Regions from separate parts of the Gossypium hirsutum genome. Here regions 1 and 2 are each linked to region 3. The links are chromatin contacts, called in public Hi-C maps. All regions are on one chromosome and are shown on one strand. Each heading gives the region's core, a stretch centred on a gene start, on an enhancer-like site or on the middle of the called end of the contact. The rest is flanking DNA. Distances are from core to core; before and after follow the strand shown. Region 1 has its middle 30 kb from the start of LOC107956709. Region 2 holds the start of LOC107954510 (ethylene-responsive transcription factor CRF5). Region 3 holds the start of LOC107954504.

Region 1 (4,357 bases), core at 1,571-4,070, 150 kb after region 3:
TGAACTAAAGGATAATTTGGTCCCATTCAACCGAAGTAACTCCTTCCAAAATGAACGGGCGAAGATAACATCATGGTCATTGATCATAGTTTCCGGCAACCCATGTAATTTAAAAACAAGATCAAAGAACAAATGTGCCACACTTAAAGTTGTATAAGGGTGGGAAAGTGGTATGAAATGACTTATTTTGAGAATCTATCTACTACCATCACCAACATATTTTTGCCCTTCGATTTCAATAACCCATTAAAAAAATCTAAAGAGATGTCAGCCCATATGTGTGTAGGAGTTGGCAGAATTTGGAGTAACCCAGCTGGTTGCAATGTATCGTATTTGTGTTGCTGACAGATGCTACAAGCTTAAACAAATTCACGTAAAAAGTTATTCATAACTTTCCAATAAAAGTACGGGAAATTCAGTACAGCGTGTTTTGATAGCCTTCATGTCCTTGGTTATGTTAGGCAACCACCACCATTTGAATAGAGGGAGAATTTTTAAGGAGATAAACTCTATTTTTGTAAAACAAAAGCCCATGTTTGAATTGTCAAAAATCAGTTGCTTTGCCCTCAACTATATGAGAAATTAACTGTTGTACTTCATTAGAGTCCCGTTGTTCTCGTTGAATTTCATCAAAAATAGTTAATTGCGGCATGGAAACTACCATGAGAACTGAGTGATCATATCCCGGTGTGATAGAGCACTGACTAATGTATTTTGACGACCAACCTTATATTCCACTATAAAAGAGAACCCTAATAGCTTGCTAAACTAATGTTGTTGAGATGGAGAGAGAGACTTTTGTTCCAACAAAAACAAAATTGAAGTTGTAGTGATTGATTCTAACAATGAATGCTCTATCCCAAACGGAAGAACACAGGTGAGCTATAGCTTTAACCAAACCAACAAGTTCTTTTTCATAAGCTAGAAAATTGCAATGTTAAGCCGCCATGGACACTAAAGTATGCAATGAGTTGGGTTTGTTGTAATAAAACCACACCTATTCCAAATCTAATGCATCGCATTCAACGGAAAATGGCTTGTGAAAATCAGTTAAGAGTAAGCACTAGTGTAGTTTTCATAACTATCTTTAGTTTTTCAAATGCTGCAATTGATTCTTCAGTCCATTAGAATGGATTTTTTCCTCAACATTACTATGAGTGGAGCTGATATTAGTCCATAGTTGGGAACAAATTTGTGATAATAGCCCGTGAACCCTAGAAAACCATGTAATCCCCTAATTGTTGCTGGTTGGGCCAATTTAAGATTGCTGAAATCTTCAACGCATCAGCTTGAACTCCTTGTGGCGTGATTATATGACCCAAATATGCAATCAATTTTTTAACAAAAGAGCACTTGAATTTTTTTGAGAAATAATTTATTAGTTGTCAAGAGCTAAAAAACCAACCGGAGATGATGGAAATGCTCCGCCCAAGTTCTACTAAAAACAAGAATGTCAAAAAAAACACCACCACAAGTTTCCTTAAGTATGGATAAAATATCTCATTCATCAACACTTGCAAAATAGAAGGATCATTTGTAAGGTTGAATGGCATGAACAAAAATTCAAAATGGCCATGATGTCTAGGTAATGTCGTTTTCTCAACATTCGATGGATACATGCGCACTTGGTGATACCTAGACAACAAATCCATCTCGGGAAAGAACTGCGCTCCCCTTAATTCCTCCACCACAGAAGACGGGACAAAGCCATGGGTACTACTAGTCGATGAGGACAAGAACTATGCTTCCATTCCAAATCCCTTCGAATCGCATGGTTTGTAGACTTTTAATTCCCATGATGACATTTAATGAAGTTTTGGAGGTTGCTCTTGGTCTTGTTGGTCAAGTAACTCTTCTTCTACTAGATCTATTCAAAATAATTTTCTGCATTGATGCCCATGAAAAAAAAAGTTTCATCACAATTAAAGCAAAGTCCCCATCTTCTTCTATCCTCCATCTCTTCTCGAGTCAGCCTTTTAATTAATCTATTGTTTTTAATTTCAATGGTAGTAGGAGCTCGTCTACTATCCAAGTAGCTTGTTCGGGAGAATAACTTGCATTCATACAGCCTTGACATACTTATGGCAGTTACCAAGTCGTTAGGCTGATGAAGCTCCACCTTGATTGCAATGTATTCTTGCAACCCACAAAGATAAAAGTTTAATTTTCTAGTCTTGTGTAAAAAATTCCGACTCAGGACACAAGGACCTCAAATTCGTTTGATAATTAACCACTATGCTGGTTTGTTTATGTTTCGCCAATTCTTCCAATTGTTTCACTGGATTGGAGGTCCAAAAAAAAAAAAGGCAGCACTGAGTTTTAAATTCATCTCATGTAGGATTAGATGTGTCATTCACCATTTTAGAAACTATAATTGAGTCGTAACTGTGAAGCATGGACACGGACACGCAATACGGGTATGATACGATACGAACATGGCGACATGGTAATTTTTAAAATATGAAGATACGGATATGACAAGATACGAAAATAAAAAAATATTTTTCATATTTTTATACTTTTTTTATGTTAAAATACTTGATGCAAATGAAAATATTGATATTTTATTTTACTATTTTTTTAATAGAAACTGAAATTTTATTCAAATCAAATAAAGCCCAAAATAGAACAGTCATAAAAGGCCCGAAAACAAGCTTTTATCCAACTAAATAATAGAGGGTACTCTAGAAACTTCCTAGTTTCAGCTGAAAAAATCTAAAGGCACAGTTCCAGAAAAGCAACAAGTTCTTGGAAAAACCCCTCTGTGCTTATCTCTTCTTCATTTCCAAGTTTTCAACAGACCCTTCGACTACCTTCGTCTCTTCCTCTACCCAAAACTTACACATCCATCCAGAGAGCCCCAGTGACTCAGACCTCTTCTATCCCTCTCCATCTGTATTCTTGCAAACTCAGGGACACCATTTTGTAAACACCTCTGTTCTCCAACCTTCAATCCCTCAAAAGCCAACATTTCATCAAAATTTCAGCCGCCGTCGTCAGCCACCATCTAATTTTCTTGCGTCTGTCATATTTCCATTTTTAGACACCCATGTCGGGAACTTGTCCGACCTCCTTTTTTTCTTGATGTATTCTGGCATGTTCCGTATGTATCGGGGCGTGTCCGACGAGTGTCCGTGTTGGACACACGTACGAAACCGGTACGAGGAGGGATGAACCATGTCCGTGCTTCCTAGAGTTGTACCTTCCAAGTGAAAAGAAGCTAAGCCTAGTTTCTCCTCTTCCAACGTCAGTTGATTGTGGGAAAAATGTCTACACCTACTAACCAATCTCAAAGGATCTTCTTGTCCATCAAAATGTGAAAAACCTAACTTTGTGAATTTGGGAACAAGACTGCTTCCTCCGAAAAATTTGAACTCGTAATTCTTACTAGACCTTTATCTTTTCGTGTAATACTATAACTTTTTGCCCCTGCTGATGATGTTGCCTGTTTAGCATTCCCCAAGTCTTGGGTAATAGCTGCCAAATTTGCTTCTATTGCTCTTCATGGCAAAAATGGAGAATTTTGTCCTATTATATGATGTCACCTGTGACTCTTGGCTTTGAATCCAAAATGTTATGGTCCTTAGAACTGGATCTAGTTATGGGTCAACTGAATGAAGGAATGGGTTGAGAAAATGAAAGGGATAAGGGGTTTTTCTTCTTTCTACCTATGGTTGCATATTGTCCGGGAATTTGATAAATTCTCAAGCATAAAACAGTCTATTAACTTCCTTGCTCATTTACATATAAGAGAAACTGCTCTTTAAGGAAATATAATCGCCCAACTGAATTGCAGAAAAATACACTGCAGAACTAAAGTGGAGAAACACCCTCCTTCAAAATAGGAAACTCAACTGAATAAAAACAACTAAAGAAAAATATATTGTAAACATTATTTGACCAAATGTTGTTTACTTGATGTTTATACACCTGAAATGGCTTGCTAACAATTTCCTAAATTAAAATAATAGATTATTTAACTGCAAAATGAATAAAAACAACTAAAGAAAAATATATTGTAAACATTATTTGACCAAGTGTTGTTTACTTGATGTTTATACACCTGAAATGGCTTGCTAACAATTTCCTAAATTAAAATAATAGATTATTTAACTGCAAAATAAGTATAAAAACACATTTAAACATAGTATACTAGTTTTTGTTGGGAAAAAATCCGTGTAAACAACGAATAAGAAAAATAATGAAGAAATTGAAAAAATTGAACTCACAAATTTTACATGGAAAATTTTTTTTAAAGAGGATAAAAAACTACGGGCAAAGATAATTTCACTAAATTGACAAAAATGAAGAGTATAAAAATAGAGATAAAAACTAAACCCTAAAACCTAAATATAAG
Region 2 (4,282 bases), core at 1,087-3,586, 190 kb before region 3:
CATTCCTTACATGCAATTTGGAAAGGGTGGTTTGGTTCTTCACACTTACTCTTTTGATAATCAACCCATCGTTGACTAGATCCTGCAATGGCTCTAGGGTAAGGATCTTAACTCTCAAGAACCTAGGATTTTCTACGCATTTGGGCCTCTACCTTGTGGATCATTTAGAAATCTAGAAATAAGTTTATATTTAGAAGCTCAGACCAAAATCCCATTGCTGCTATCAAAATGATTTTTTATCTTCACCAATTGATTATCTACTCATTTCTTAAATCTCTATGACAACCCTAACAACTTGGACTTTATGTTTATGCATAAGTTAAAATTGTTATAACACCATGATCAAAAGAGCAACCATTACTCAAAATTCCAACGACTTCCAACTTTTTAGAGTTCGTAGCTTCAAATTCTCAAGCAAACTGCTAGCCAAAATTCTCACCTTTCGAGCTATCCTTTTTATGCTTAAATCTCATAATATTATTTTTTCTTTGTAGGCTACAGGATGATAGCAAGAGATAGATCAACATAATTTAGGGACATATTAAATCAAGATGGAAGCTTCAACTAGCATTTGGTGATGTCAAACTTCTCCTTCAAGACATCAACTTTAGACATCAACCAATGAATAACAGAGAGCTTAGTAAAGAGATGAGACAATAGCTTTGAATGCCTCTAAAGCTTTCATTAGCTTCTCTTGTCCTTAATTGTTCCTGCTTTGTAAAAAAAAATATACAACAGTTTTTTATTATTAATTAGATTTTCATCTCTTTTATATTTAATTTTTATTAAAAAATTGCATATTGAAACTTGATTTATTTAAATTTGTTGTTTCAAACCAATATAAATAAAAGTTAGTTGGTTTAAACACGATTGATTTGTAATTCTATATGAAGAGTGGAACAATATTTTAAAAATTAGATTAGTGGTCGAACCAGTAACGTAATTTATTATTAATTCAATCATTGATTCATCAATAATTAAATAAAAAATTATAAAAAATCCATAATTGGTTGAACCCTTGTTTTTCTTTTGCAAGGTTTTTAAAACTAGATCAATGATCAAACTAGTCAAAGCACCGATCCTTGGTTCAACCAGTCGAGCTAATTTTATTTAAATAAATTATTTAAAAATTTATAATTTTAAAAAAAAATACATATCAAAAAGGAGAAAACCAATTCAACTATATGTTCAACCAGTTTTTAGCCTATTTTGAGAGATTTGCATAAAAGTTGATTTAACTCTTTTTTTTCAAATAAATATATCGGTCGATTCTTGATCTAACCAGTCTGATTCCAACAACCACAATTTTTTTTTATTTTTATCTTTTAACAATTTATAATAAGTTATATATTTTTATTATATATCACTAATCCAACTAATCAAATAAGCAGATGTGGATTTATAAGTGTATTTTGGTGAATTCCTTGGGGCGAGTGACTCATTCTTGCTTGACTTGGAGGCCCATAAAATGAAGGAAAGCCCACCACATAATTGTTTAGGTGTGAAGAAAATGAGAGCATAAAAATAAATCTTTGAATATAGAACTTATTTCTTATTATTTATGTTTTCTACCTACCTACCCACTCATGCTTTTTCTCTCCAACTTTACATTTCTAATTGTAAACTTGGTTGTCGCTTAATTTTCTTTCAATGGAATCTAAATAATACTAATTATATTTATAGTAAGAGAATCACCCAATCTTTGTTTTATTTCCTAGTCAACTGCCACCGAAAAGAAAAAAAGATTTTTTCCAACAGAAATTTTGGGCCAATCCATTATTTTTGGACAAATAGAATGAAAATCCTGAGATTCTAATTTTACATTTCTTATTTATCTTTTTTATTTTTTGTCTGCCTACTTTACAATATTTAAAATCTTTTATTTTTATCAATCATAAATTTAAATTCTGCAGTATATACCTCCAACAGCCAATCAAATATCATAATTGAGGACAAGCATCCAATGCAGTTGAAGCGTGTAGGACACGGCGGGCATTAGAGCGTGTGAGGCTTTTGTTGCTTGGGGACCAAGCAGAATAGGAGGACCCAGCACATTTGGAGGGAAGTTTAGGACACGTGTCATTACAGTGAGAAGCAGCAAGTCACCTGTTCGCTAATTTTGATTGTTAAGAGAAATAAATAAGGTAGTTTTATGGAGGATACCCCTACAAAACAGCGATTCTTGCTATTTTCACTCTTCCTTTCAACTCAAACTCTCCTGTTCCTTTCCAGTATCTCGCCTTTTGATTTTACTCTCCGCCAAAGTTTTAGTTTCTTTTTTCTTCTCTCTCTCGAAAACAGAATCCCCGTTTTTCTTTATGTTAACCACCTGGAAATGAATCCAGGGAGGGTGAAATACACAGAGCGAAGAACTGTTACTAATAAGCTACTCAAGGCATCGAGCAAGTGGTTTCCCATGGAGTCCAAGCCCAAAGCCCCTAGGATCGTCAGGATTTCTGTCACCGATGGCGATGCCACCGATTCTTCTAGCGATGAAAGCGAGCAGGAGAGACATCACACAGTGAAAAGGCATGTTAGCGAAATCAGGATCGGAGATTGTTCTACATTCAATTCCAACAAGCCATCAAACAAGCAAAACAGACCGACTAACAATAAGACCAATCTTGTCAATATCAGATCAAAGAAGCAACAACCGCAGCAGCAGCAGCAGCAATGTTTGTCTAACGGCGTCAAGTACCGTGGGGTTCGACAAAGGCCGTGGGGAAGATGGGCTGCTGAGATCAGAGACCCGACAAGTCGAACCAGGGTCTGGCTTGGCACTTATGATACGGCTCAAGAAGCTGCTTTGGTTTATGACAGAGCCGCGATTCGAATCAAAGGCCCTGACGCTCTCACCAACTTTATAAAGCCTCCTGCCAGACCCTCCCCACCTGAGATTGAACTTGAAATGACTTCCGGGTATGATTCTGGCCAAGAATCTCACTCACTCTGTTCACCAACTTCTGTTCTGAGATTTCAGTCGAATGAAGAAACTGAACTTCAAACCGAGTCCAAAGATGACTCAACAACACAAACTGGGTGGAGCCCTGTTAAGGAACTCTCTCAATACCCAAGTAACTTATTAGACGAGTTTTTGTTAACAGATCCAGTGGTTTTATATGATTACTTGGATTCTGATAACCCTACACCCATATTTTTTGATGAACTGAGTTTACCGGAAGCAAGCAGCAATTTGGAACATGATTATGGTGATATTTCTATTCAATTGGATGTTGATTTCGGGTCTTGTTCCTGGGATGTGGATAACTACTATTAAGATCAGAGTAGTTTTGGCTCTTGTTGCTGCCCATGTTTACCTGAGTTGCTGGTATATACTTTTTTGCCGTGCGTAATTTTATGGTAAATTCCGAGTGGAATTTTGGATACCTTTTTCTAGATGTGTTTCTCTACTGCTGCTACAGTGTGTAAAGAAATGCCAAGTAAACATGTAAATTCTTGGTTTCTTTTAAGGCTTCTTTTTTGTGGATATGAACAGGTTTGGTGTGCGTTTCAATTGGCATGGTCGTTGTTTGTATGCCAGGAAGCGTGCTTTGCCGTTATGTCTTTTGTTTAAAAAGAAAGTAAAAAATCTTAAATTTATTTTGTTTCGGGTTATTGAATTCATTGCTTTACTTCTTTTTCTTGTCCGGGTAATTGATGGGGTCGGTGAGATATTTTTTTAATCTTTAATGGGTGCATTGGCGCGGGACTCAAAAGGCTGCCAAGTTAAGCTAAAGTTGGGTACCCACGTTCAACGGTTTGCCACCTTAGACACTTGTTAGCCATGAACTCGTTTGAGTTTTGTTAAGAGCCATTCTTTTTAAGCATGCCATTCATATTCCATGCCACTTGTTCCCCCTGTTTGGTTTTCCATCAAACAAAAGGGGAAAAAAAAGAAAGTAAAATGACCCTTTGGAAAAATTTACTATTTGATCGTCTTAAAAGAAGTAGTAGTTATGTTTCTTTCATTGACAAGTTCTCGTGCTCTGATTTCACCATCAAGGTTAAAAAAATATGCCAACTACGATTCTAAGAAGGATTTTTTTTCTTATATATGAAAATAATGAAAGAGAGCAAGAGAGACACGTTATGTTCCATATTAAGAGGCACTTCTTTGTTTTGGGGATGTTTTTGGGTTGCCTTGGAACAGTATAACAGTGACTTCAATTGATAAGGACATTATCTTGAGTTGAGAAAACAGACAAGTGCGAGATGCCCCATGGGACTCTCGTTTAGAGGACCCAATTCCATCCACTTGACAAAGTTGATTTTGAATCCTTTG
Region 3 (4,845 bases), core at 2,021-4,520:
ACTTTTTTCGGATAATCCCTCACCATATACGGATCATCACAAATGAAGCATTTCACCGACATCTCCAGTTTGTTGTTGGGTTTCCATTTCCCATCAGGTGGTTTCCCATTGCCCCCATTGCCATTTTTGTCCCATTCTCCCTTGTAGTCTCCCCTACTATTGCTCGCCTCTTTGGGCTTGGAAGAGTCGAACTTGTCTTTCCTCGAACCAAGCTCGACAAAGGATTTCACTTCGATCGTGGCTATAATAAGCTTAGTGATACCTTGTCGACGCAACTCTTATTTCGCCCAAGGCTTTAACCCATCCTTAAACCAATAGAATGCTTTTTTTCTCACTCATGTCAGATATTTGAAGCATCAACTCACTAAAATCTTTACCATACTCTAGCATAGTGCCTTGTAGCATAAATCACTACAACTTAGCTTGAGCCTCTTTCTCGACATACTGTGGGTAAAATTGCTTTTTGAACTCCTTTTAGAACTCCTCCGAAGTTCCAATTGCAATCCCACTTTTGTTCTCATCAGTGAACCTACAACGCCACCAATAAGGAGTGATATTAGTAAATAGACAGAAATAATATTTACCTTAGTAACATCATCCTCGATACCCTTTGCATGAAAGTATTGTTCTGTCTCTTAGAGAAAATTATCTACATCCCCCATGGACCTCGTCCCCTTAAACTCCTTTGGTTTGGGAACATCTATTTTGCGTTGCTTAGAGATTGAGACTAGCATCCTTTTACCCACAACAGCTTTACATACAATGAGTTGTCCCTCGAGCTCCTCAAATTTTGCCATCATTACCTTAGCTTCCTCATTCAAAGTCATAATTGAAGCTTTTAAAAAGTCATTCCTCTTTTTCATCCTCTCAGTTTGGTCATCCATAATGACATTGAAGGTCTCTTTCATCACATCTTGATTTAAACTAAGAGCCTCTGCCATATAGTCATTGAGTTGCACTCTCATTTAGACTAACTCGTCAGTGTGTCCATCGACTATCTCAAAGGTCGCTCTCATATCCCTCATGAAGCCTTCAAGTTTGGCAACCCTGTCTTCCAAAGTTGACAACATATCCCTCGAGTTACTGGCTTTCTTGCTTCTCCCACGAGTCTCCATCGACTTAACTTTGTTCTTCTATTCCTTTTGACATCTCAATCAACACCTTCAAACACTGGCTTGAATACCAACTGTTATGGGCCTAGAACTTTAGCCTGGCAAACCACACGGCCTTAAGCGATTTCTTGGATTCAAGTCCGCAAAGTTAGCCTAACACTTGAGAAATGAGAATTCTTGTTGAAATTCTCTAAGGCATCAAAGTAGAAGGGAAGCAAACTCGAAACGAAACAGCAATGAATGAACAGGAAAACCACAAAAAAATAGTACACATAAAGTGTTTGAGTAAATGCTCTCAATAGTATTAAATTACTATGAATGATTACAATTAAGTGATTACAAATGAAGGGAAGGCTTCTATTGATAGTTGAGCTCTCCTCCAAACCAATGGTACAGATCGAATTACGTCAACGGTTGAAATTTGTGTCTATTTACAAGGTGAGTGTCCTAAGGGATTTAAACCCTATATATATCTATCCCTTAATATTTACATAAATTACCTTGGTAACTCTAATTTTACTGGAGTATTTCATTGGACCCACCAAAGTTTAAGTAGATAAGACTTTTCATGAGTTCCATGAATTGAGCTAGTTTAAACGGATCAAATGAACCCCATTTAATAAGTTAACCTCTATGAAACATTTTGTGTGCAATGATTACGGAATTTGATCCGCGACCGTAGAGGTAGATTAATTTAAATGGAAGAACATAAGTGACATTGTATTAAATTTGTGATTAATATTGAATAGTTATGTTGTGCGGTGGACATTAATTGTTAAGCCTAGTTCCAACCTCTTTATTAATTATATTATTTAGTACTTACACGTAAACCAAACTTCACGTTAAAAGCCCCACCGTCCTTCTAATTGCTGCCGTTAAAACTCGACCTCTTGCACTCAACTCAAAACACACGCGATTAATCACTATCATCATCCATAGTTAAAAAGTGAAACCCCTCCATGCCGACTGCCCTTTCCCACCAATGTTTCATTTATTTCCCAAAAGAAAAACAAGACGAAAGGACGACCCCCTCTCCCCTGTCCCTTATAAAAGTAATGGGAAAATAAAAGAAGCTTGTGCCAAAACTTTCCATTATTACGTTTAAGTAAGCATGGGACCACATCCCCTGGTTTAGCTGACTGACTTCTGCTATATTAAATAATTGAACTATTCATGAAATTATTTTCAGTTATTATTAAATTTTCAAATATTAAAATAGAAATACAAAAAAATTGATAAAATGATGGCTTACCTACTCAACATTTTATTGAATATTGTCCATTTATCATTTTCAAATATTTTATTAAAAATTCTATATAAAAGGGTTAATAACACTATCAAGTAAATATAATTCTGTATAATATTTGTTATAAGCATATTTTAAAGGGCAAACAACAATGAGATGTGTCAGAGTTGAAATAGATTTTCACAGTTTCCTTCACTCTTCACGACCGACAAATCACTGCTTTTCCTCTTCTTCTCTCTTTGGTTGCATTAATTGTACAACCTTAATACCATAATTTTTTATCTTAGTCTTATGCTTAGTAGAGCCAAATGAAATAAAATAAAAGTAGAAAGATAAAAATGGAAAATGGAAAATATAATTCTGTTTTTATAGTTGTATTTTATAGAAAAGATAGAAAATTATTGATTTTTATGCATTAAGATTGAAAATGAGTATTTCTCTTAATTTCTTGCATCTCACTTTTTGTTTGTATCAAATAAACTCAAAACCGGATTGATGATCAAACCAGTTAAGTTATTGTGAAATGGATTTGGTCAAATAAAATATAAAAAAATAAAAAATAAGTAAAATCAATTCGTACTTGTTTGCGAGTCAATCAATTTGATTTTTTTAAATTGATTATAATATTTCAAAACATAAAAATAAATGATATAAAAAATTATAATACATATAATGCAAGGGAGTCGAGCTTTAAAAAAAAAGTCAAGAAGCCGTACAATGGCAAAAAAAATCAAATATTGGAATTAGATTTACTGTAATTTATTTAATTAATAAAAAACTCAAAACTTGAATGTGTGAAAAATTCAAAGCTCCAAATCTTTTAACACGTAACCTCCACATTAGCAACATGGTTAAAAGATAATAGTTTAATCAACATTTTCTTTTAAAGTATGAATATTCTTTATTTTTCATACAACTTTGGGAAACTATCATGTAATCTGGGTTTCTTTTGTTTATATGTTTGCTCTGAGAAAACCAAGAACAACCACCCAGCAACTTGGCTTTTAAAAGGAAAGTTTATTAGAACCGTCAATTCAGCTTCCTTTTCTTTTTTTCCCTCCTTACCTATCCATTTCTGGGTTCCCAAATTTGGCTTCATATAAGTAAATGAGTAAGCGAGTTTGTTGATGCCGATGGCTGTTGCCAAGAGTCGTGGGGGATATTTTAGCTCTTAAAAGAAAAGGAATGGTTTAAGTAAATTGCTTCTGGCGTGACGTCGTTTTCTATAATTTTGGCGTGCTGGGGCTCTGAATGACTTTAAAAAAAATGACCGAGTCAACCAAAGTAAGGTTGGCTCTGTGTCCAAAGTGCGAAAACCTTCTTCCAGAACTTACAGATTATTCTGTTTACAAATGTGGTGGCTGCGGCGCTGTTCTTCGAGGTGCTTTTCTCTCTTTATATTTTTCTTTATTTTCCTACTTTTTTGTTTGGTTGATGAGAAAGTTGTTGAACGCAAGAGACACAAATTTGTCTCTACCCTCACCCTGTCATGTATCTGTGTTAACTTGAAATTTTGCTTATTATAGTAGTTTGAAATCATTTAAGGCTTTGGATTCCAGTTTCCTGTTTTAGTTCGGTCCTTTTGCAATCAAATGAGCATAATTTCTTGCATGAAATTGATAGTGGAATGTTGTTTGATTAACAGCAAAAACTGAGAATTGTGAACCAGAAACTTCCTCTGAGAAGTGGGAAGAAGACAGGCTCGGCCGAGTTCCTACCAAGTTCCGTATTTTTCGGAGAAGGGTATAGTAGACTCATGTGATGCGGGTGGTAAATCAACCGCTGGCTCTTTGAAGTGTGATACAACTAGGAATGAACCTAAACTTCCTGCTGATAAATGCTGTGTTGACAAAGGTAATGATATTAGTGCAAATAAGGATGAGGTGGTAAATTTAACTGGAACAGAAAACGAGATTTTCGATTCCAAATTTGGGCATACTGGTGGATCACAAATACTGGGAGACGTTCCTGATTGGGACGCTGGGAAGCAAGAAGAGATGGAGGGTTTTCCGAGAATTCCAAGAGATGTTACCGAAGACCATCCGGATGAACGCCCATCAAACCGCCAGTTAGATGCTTCTTATGGGTTGCAGGCTCAAACTGACCAGGATGGTTCTGGTAGAATTCTCCTCGAAGAAGATCGAGCTATGCTTCTGAGGGAGCTAGATGAGATAAAGGAGCAACTTAGTAGGTCCTGTAATGTGGTAGATAAACCAAAAGATAAGGTTCCACTTGATGGGAGGGTTGCTCCTCCAGAGTCATTTGGTGGTGTTGGTTCCTGGTTTCCAAATGGTTCTTCCGCATCACAAAACCCTTCATTACCTTTCTATGGACCTGATAAAGATGGTTCTAGGGCAGGACCCTCTTACTTTGCTCAATTTCCAGAATCGTATGCTTATCCTGGTGCGAATGCAATGACTCCGCATGGACTGCATCCTCCAATGCTTGATCCAAATCATGTTCCTGCATATGGAAATGCATTTGGAT

What was found. Hi-C and Micro-C count contacts between places; a contact is called where the count stands out from the background.
Region 1: a Hi-C map of leaf shows a contact between it and region 3, with 1.9 times the contacts expected there. The contact joins the enhancer-like site here to the promoter of LOC107954504 in region 3. A contact is called at or near these places in 4 of 34 Hi-C or Micro-C datasets (anther, hypocotyl and leaf).
Region 2: a Hi-C map of leaf shows a contact between it and region 3, with 2.2 times the contacts expected there. The contact joins the promoter of LOC107954510 here to the promoter of LOC107954504 in region 3. A contact is called at or near these places in 2 of 34 Hi-C or Micro-C datasets (callus and leaf).

What each region holds. Positions count from the first base shown.
Region 1 is chrD07:23,219,879-23,224,235 of Gossypium_hirsutum_v2.1, reverse strand. It overlaps the pseudogene LOC121219155. Among protein-coding and RNA genes, the nearest start is that of LOC107956709, 30 kb to the right of the region's middle. Within about 2 kb of position 2,820, at least 7 of the 9 cell types and tissues checked have an H3K27ac peak or open chromatin away from gene starts, as enhancers often do. A contact at or near this core is called in hypocotyl and leaf, where this site is marked.
Region 2 is chrD07:23,561,381-23,565,662 of Gossypium_hirsutum_v2.1, reverse strand. LOC107954510 (ethylene-responsive transcription factor CRF5) reads left to right here and starts at 2,336. Exons shown (of 1, transcript XM_016890096.2): 1 at 2,336-3,277. The coding sequence starts at 2,336. The coding sequence ends at 3,277.
Region 3 is chrD07:23,374,092-23,378,936 of Gossypium_hirsutum_v2.1, reverse strand. LOC107954504 reads left to right here and starts at 3,270. Exons shown (of 6, transcript XM_016890090.2): 1 at 3,270-3,739; 2 at 4,004-4,845. The coding sequence starts at 4,356.